Linked DNA regions of Sus scrofa: region 2 is linked to region 1. Evidence: chromatin contacts called from public HiChIP or PLAC-seq data. All regions are on one chromosome and are shown on one strand. The core of a region is the stretch at or near the end of the contact, and the rest is flanking DNA. Distances in the headings are between cores, read along the strand shown. Region 1 overlaps IFNGR2 (interferon gamma receptor 2 (interferon gamma transducer 1)). Region 2 has its middle 34 kb from the start of IFNAR1.

The links. HiChIP or PLAC-seq counts read pairs in DNA pulled down with a chosen protein or histone mark.
Region 2: an H3K27ac HiChIP or PLAC-seq map of alveolar macrophages shows a contact between it and region 1. The contact joins two enhancer-like sites. A contact is called at or near these places in 1 of 5 promoter capture datasets (liver), 29 of 47 Hi-C or Micro-C datasets (adipose tissue, alveolar macrophages, blood and 15 more) and 2 of 2 datasets of contacts at active chromatin or transcription factors (alveolar macrophages and skeletal muscle).

What each region holds. Positions count from the first base shown.
Region 1 is chr13:197,032,463-197,035,947 of Sscrofa11.1, forward strand. IFNGR2 (interferon gamma receptor 2 (interferon gamma transducer 1)) reads left to right here. Exons shown (of 7, transcript NM_001111258.1): 7 at 2,325-3,142. The coding sequence ends at 2,543. Among named protein-coding and RNA genes, the nearest start is that of IFNGR2, 27 kb to the left of the region's middle. Within about 2 kb of position 1,724, at least 11 of the 83 cell types and tissues checked have an H3K27ac peak or open chromatin away from gene starts, as enhancers often do. A contact at or near this core is called in alveolar macrophages, where this site is marked.
Region 2 is chr13:196,957,683-196,961,167 of Sscrofa11.1, forward strand. No RefSeq gene overlaps it. Among named protein-coding and RNA genes, the nearest start is that of IFNAR1, 34 kb to the left of the region's middle. Within about 2 kb of position 1,684, at least 4 of the 83 cell types and tissues checked have an H3K27ac peak or open chromatin away from gene starts, as enhancers often do. A contact at or near this core is called in alveolar macrophages, where this site is marked.

The DNA.
Region 1 (3,485 bases), core at 474-2,973:
AAGCCTTTACACCGAGTGCTCGGGGACATCACTAGTACTTTAAAGGATTTAAGAAAGTGGAGTGGGTGAGTCTTATAGAAAATCCTGTTTTCCTGCCCAGCCCAGCCCCCCTGAGGCTCTGTGAGCAGCCAGGCTCTCTAAGAACGCAGCTGGGACATTCTTGGGATGAGAAGCTAGCTGATAGAAGAATGTTTTTTAGAAGTATTTGCTTCTGGAAGTTTATCATCCTTCGGTAAAATCAAAGTAAAATATTGGAAACAGGAGTCCCCCTTGTGGCTCAGCAGGTTGGGAACCCAACATAACGTCCATGAGGATGCAGGTTCAATTCCTGGCCTGGCTCAGTGGGGTGGGGATCCGTGTTGCTGCAAGGTGCCACGAGGGTCAAAGATGCAGCTCGGATCTGGCATGGCTGTGGCGTAGCTCGATTTGACCCCTAGCCCAGAACTTCCATATACCACAGGAGTGGCTATTTTTAAAAAAGGAGTTCCCATCGTGGCGAAGCGGAAACAAATCTGACTAGGAATCATGAGGTTGCAGGTTGGATCCTTGGCCTCAATCAGTGGGTTAAGGATCCGGTGTTGCCGTGAGCTGTGTAGATCGAAGATGTGGCTTGGATCCTGCTGTGGCTGTGGTGTAGCTGTAGCTCTGATTTGACCCCAAGCCTGGGAACCTCCATATGTCGTGGGTTTGGCCCTAAAAACCAAAAAAAAAAAAAAAAAGCAGAAACAGAATCTTATGTTGTTATAGCTAGTCTAGAAAGACAGACTGGTGCTTCTAGAAGGAGCTCTATAATCTCTTGTTTCCCTTCATTTGTCATGAGATGTTTTTAAAGTACACAGACATTGTGCAAATTACATTAAATTCCCTACTGAACCTTCCATCCAAATGCTGCAGGATCCCACTTCTTTGAAGCATCTGAAATAGTCAAACACAGACTTCCTGTCATGGCACAGCAGAAACGAATCCAACTAGAAACCATGAGGTTTCAGGTTCGATCCCTGGCCTCGATCAGTGGATTAAGAATCCGGCATTGCCGTGAGCTGTGGTGTAGATCGCAGACACAGCTCGGATCTGGTGTTGCTGTGGCAGCTACAGTTCCAATTAGACCCCTAGCCTGGGAACCCCCATATCCCACAGGAGCAGCCCTAAAAAGACAGACAGACAGACAGACAGACATATATACATAAAAATAAAATAGTCAAACTCATAGAAACAGAGCAGAATAGCGGTTACCAGGGGCCAGGGGAAGAGCAAGGGGAGAGTTGCTTTCAAATGATACAAAGTTTCAGTTATGCAAGGTAGGTTCTAGAAATCTGTAGTAAACATCGTGCCTATAGAGAGTCCTGTGCTGTGCACTTCAAAATGTGTTGAAGATGGACGTCCCCTGATGTATTCTTACCGCCAAAAAAACCACCTTCCCTGGTTACTGTTGTGCCGGTGTAACAGCTCTCAACTTAGAATTTTACTCGCAGGCATAATCTCTCTCTCCCAGTAAAACTAACGTCTGGACTCTCATCAGTGAATTTACTCCTAGTCGTTCCTTTGGGGCTTGCATCTAAAACATACAATCTTTCGGTTCATTTTCCGGGGAAAGCGTGAAAAATCTGTATCAAAAGTCACTGAAGTTGCGTGAGAACAGTGAATCATGTTTCACTTAAATGTCTGAGGTTTCACAAGAGCGCGTGATGGATTGTTCCTCTTTCCATCCGCCAGCTCTAAACTGACTATTTTAGTATCTTTCAGCATTTGCCAGCCCAGGTAGGTTTGGTAACTTGCTCATCAATGGCTGAGCCCACAGCGGAGGCAGGAAGGACAGGGGACAGTTAGGCCCTGGGGACCACTGCTTCATCCCCGAGGACCAACGCTCCCTGACTCGACCAGGGCTGTGCTGCCACGGCTGTGCACCCGCCCAGATCCTCTGTCCCTGGGGTGTTGTGTGAAGTAGCAACAGCCTCTGGATGGAGTGGCTGGGAAAACGCTCCTGAAGGTTCCCTGTTTTCCCCATTGGAGGTGAACCAGGGGTTCCGCTTCCTCCTTCCCTGAAAAAGTAGAGACTTTTCAGGGATTAATCACCCACAAGCCAGAACTCGCTTTTCCTGAGCGGTGCCCTTTGGCACCTCAGAGTATTCCCTGGGTGGCCCTTGGATTCACGGTCAGGTGATTGAGATGAGGGGTGAAGGTGTTTTGTGGGTGGACAGAATTGGAAGTTATCCTTGGGCGAAAAAAAATAATAATAGGATTGGGTCAACGAAACATTAAAGTAAAAAGATCTGGTATCTTGAACTGAGAACCTGATTGTAATAATGATTTTCAACCTTTTCAAGTATTTAAAGGACCCGGCTCAGCCCATCTTAGACGCCTTGGACAAGGACAGCTCGTCAAGAGATGATGCCTGGGACTCTGTGTCCATCGTTTCATTTCCAGAGAATCATCGAGAAGACACTCTCCAAAGCACTTTGACCCAAAGCACTGTCTCGAGCCACAAGCCTATGGATGGAGCACCCTCAGCCAATACAGCTGCTGATGTATCTGTCCCGGTTTGATGGAGCCACTGCTCAATGTCCCTGTCACAAAAAGACCTATGGGTGGAGTTCCCTGGTGGCTCAGTGGGTTAAGGATCCCTTGGTGTCACTGCTGAGGTTCTGGTCCCTGCCATGGCATGGGTTCAATCCCTGGCCTGGGAACTTCCACATGCCATGGATGTGGCCAAAAAGACCCCAAAGACCCATGAGTACCTGGGCAGAGGTCATGGGTCTTGTGGGAGAGACAAACTTTTATTTTTTAACCAAAAATTTCCTAAATCATACATGTGTTTAGCATGATTCTACATACCAAAAAAATAAGGTTTCTCTTAAACACTAAAAAAGCACTTAATTATTTGTTAGCCAAGTGGCATCCCCTCTGATATTTTGTACATTGCTGGTTGGGCCGTGCAGTCAGGAGACGGGGGTCCCCTCTAGCAAGAAACTTGAGCACTTCGGGCAGGTAACAGAACCTGTCCCAGCCTGTGCCAACAAGGCTGTCCCTTTCACGTGCAGATTCCTGGCTTTAAATGTGATTAAAACTGTAAATAATTTTCTAGTAACTTAAGGGTCTTTTTTTTTTTTTAAGCTGGAAATAAACAACTGTATAATTAACTTTTTAAAAGTCTATGTGAAGTTCTTCTACTTCATCTTCTTTATTTTGGCCTATTTTCTGCAGTTTCAACTTTTTAAAATTCTCTATCTAAACTTTTGTTTTCAGAGTTCCCGTTGTGGCTCATCAGGTTAAGAACCCAACATAGAGTCTGATGCGGGTTCGATCCCTGACCTCGCTCAGGGGTAAGGATGGAGCGTTGCTGTGAGCTGCAGGATAGGTCACAGATGTGGCTCAGATCTGGCACTGCTGTAGCTGTGGTGTAGGCTGGCAGCTGCCGCTCCAATTCAATCCCTGGCCTAGGAACTTCCATGTGCCCCAGGTGGGGCCCTAAAAAGAACAAAAGAAAA
Region 2 (3,485 bases), core at 434-2,933, 75 kb before region 1:
CTGCGTCCTCATGGATACCCGTCGGGTTTGTTACCGCTGAGCCATGGTGGGAACTCCCACCACACATTTTTAAATGAATGAATAAATTGAGTTCCCGATGTCACTCAGTGGTGAATGAACCCGAAGAGTATTCATGAGGACATGGGTTCGATCCCTGGCCTCACTCAATGCATTAAGGATCTGGCAATGCCATGAGCTCTGGTGTAGGTTGCAGACTTGGCTCGGATCCCGTGTTGCTGTGGCTGTGGTGGAGGCCGGCAGCCACATTAGACCCCTGGCTGGGAACCTCCATGTGCCACGGGTGTGGCCCTAAAAAAAAGAAAGACAATAAATAAATGTTACATGCCTTCCCTTGTACCCCTGAATTCCCCAGGTGGCCTGGAGTGAAAGAAATTGGAAAATCAGGGACAAAGAGGTCCGGGGAAAGGGCGGGTCTCAGTGTCTATTATCAGCGCTCTCCAGAGCACTTCCACCATGGGGGAGGCACTGGTCCACCAGGTGAACGAGCCCACCCTTCCAACGGAGGGCATCAGCCTCCATCCTCAGCCCCCGTGGTGTTTGCACAGTGAGCCCAGGACTAGGGTAGCCATGAAAGAAACTCCACCAGGGCCCAACATCCTGGATTCCCTGGCCCCAAGGCTGATCATCCAAGCAGCCCACATGGATGCTACGTCCTATGCAGTTAACATCCTTCACCCACCCACGCTCCAAGCTTCTGGTCACTTCTACCTGGAGGGGTAAGAATTCATTTCGACTGAGATGAATGCTGTTTCTTGCATGCCTGGCAGTGCCTCAGTCCCCACCGCTATCCAAGGGTCAAAAGACTGTATGGTGGCCCTTGACGGCATCAATATAGCCATGCAGAAGCTGTATTTGACACAATATGGTTGTATTCATTTTTTAAAGATGACCACTGAAGTGAAAGCAAATTCTGAAATTTCTAGAAGAGGGTTAGTATACCCCACACATAAATCTGCAACCTGAAAAACACTGGCTTGGAACTTTTTCTTAAATGCTCTGCCCCAATTCTTTCCAAAGGGTTGCACACTAAGCTCAGCGTATTTTTACCCTCAGAAGATAGGTATTCAAAGCGTGGTTATGCAGGGAGCTTCTTCTGCTTCTTATTCTTCTTTTTTATTTTTACTTTATTTTATCTTTGGCTTTGTAGGGCTGCACCTGCAGCACATGGAAGTTCCCAAGCTAGGGGTCCAATCGGAGCTGTAGCGGCCAGCCTACGCCAGAGCCACAGCCATGCAGGATCCGAGCCGCGCCTGCGACCTACACCACAGCTCACAGCAACGCCGGATCCTTAACCCACTGAGCAAGGGCAGGGATCGAACCCACATCCTCATGGATACTAGTTAGATTCCTTTCCGCTGCGCCGCAATGAGAACTCGCACGGGGAGTTTCTTGAAGTTCTTGTCTTTGTGACCATCTCAACCTGAACAACGAGGAAAGGAAAGAAGAATTCAGAATCTTGTTCTGGTCACCATGACCTGACCCAGAAATGGTTTGTTTGTTGGTTTTACCAAGAACGAGAAAACAGTTGAGTCAATACTTAGCTTCCTTTTGCCTTGTAGTGAGTACAATGTTGTAGATGAGTCATTGAGAAGGAAGCCCTCAGTCCACAGAGACAGCCTTGGAGAGGATGGGAAGAAACAAGCCCCGCTTCAGAGCTGAGCTGGACCTGAAAGGAGACAGCTCTGGCCCCAGGGTATCAACCCTGTACTGCACGTCCTCCCGGCTGAGTTGTCTCTGACTCATCTTTTGGCTCTTGTCTTTTGAACAAGAAGGTGGGTGGTACAGAGCAGTCAGAGCTATGACCCAAGACAGAGGACTAACACTACAGCATCTCCTGCCCCCACGACCCCAAGGAGAGGCCAGACCCTGCTGGGTACCACTTTGAGGTTATGATGAGAGTTCAGTGTGGGGACAGCGTTTGGCATCACTCCTTCCTTCTTTGACTACTGAACCCTATACATAGTCTTTTTTTGGTTTTGGTTTTTGCTTTGCTTTGCTTTGCTTTTTAGGGCCACACCCACGGCATGGGGAGGTTCCCAGGCTAGGGGAGGAGTCCAATCAGAGCTATAGCTGCTGGCCACAGCCACAGCCACAGCCACATCGGATCTGAGCCTCGTCTGCAACCTACACCACAGCTCACGGCAATGCCAGATCCTTAACCCACTGAGCAAGGCCAAGGATCAAACCCACAACCTCATGGTTCCTAGTCGGATCCATTTCCGCTGTGCCACGACAGGAACTCCAATAAACAGCCTTAATATAGTCTATGAGATCTCCTCTTTCTACAGAGCATGGTGCAATGTATTCTCTTCAGTTGACCCGTGTGGGGAAGTCTTGTAAAAAGACTCAAATTCTTCCCTTTCATCTTAATTCAACTAGTTAACTCAGGAGCCATAATGGAAAAATGGTTAAGTTGTTGAAGAAAATGACAAAACAAAAATAACTTTTCCCCAAATGATAGGTAAATAAGTTTATTAAGTATACTCTAAAATTCTCATTTAAAATTGCTTCTCAGGAGTTCCCGTCGTGGCACAGTGGTTAATGAATCCGACTAGGAACCATGAGGTTGTAGGGTTCGATCCCTGGCCTTGCTCAGTGGGTTAAGGATCCAACGTTGCCATGAGCTGTGGTGTAGGTTGCAGACTCGGCTCGGATCCTGCATTGCTGTGGCTCCGGCGTAGGCCGGTGGCTACGGCTCCAATTAGACACCTAGCCTGGGAATCTCCATATGCTGTGGAAGCAGCCCTAGAAAAGGCAAAAAGATAGATAAATAAATAAATAAATAAAATTGCTTCTCAGAGTTCCCACTGTGGCACTTCAGGATCAGCATCTCTGGAGTGCTGGGGGCAGGTTTGATCCCTGACCTGGCTGAATGGATTAAAGATCCAGTGTTGCCACAGCTGCGATGTAGGTCACAGCTGCAGCTGGGATCTGGTTCCTGGCCCCAGGAACTCCATATGCCACAAGGCAGCCACAAAAAAAGGAAAAAATTGCTTCTCAACAAACCACGGAACAGGGCACCTCCATAGGTTTTACTCAGGGGGCTCAATTTCGGGCAAATTTTTATAAGATTGCATCTCACTGAAATCTGTTCAGAGTTACGTTAAGAATTTTTGCAGTGTTTATTGAACTTTCTGACTGCACGTGTAATAAGAGGAACATGGAATAGCTATCTAATAGAGGTGGAACAAGAATCAGGTCCTTGCAAAACTTTCCTTAAAAAAGACACATGCAAAAAAAATAAAAAATACCTACTCCTGGGCATCTACCCAGAGAAAACCACGACTCACAAAGACACATGTACTCCAATGTTCATTGCAGCGCTATTTACCATAGCCAAGACATGGAAACATCCTAAATGTCCATCGACAGAGGATTGGATCCAGAAGATGTAGTACATATACACAATGGAATATTACTCAGCCATTAAAAAGAAGAAAATACCAGCATTCTTAGCAACATGG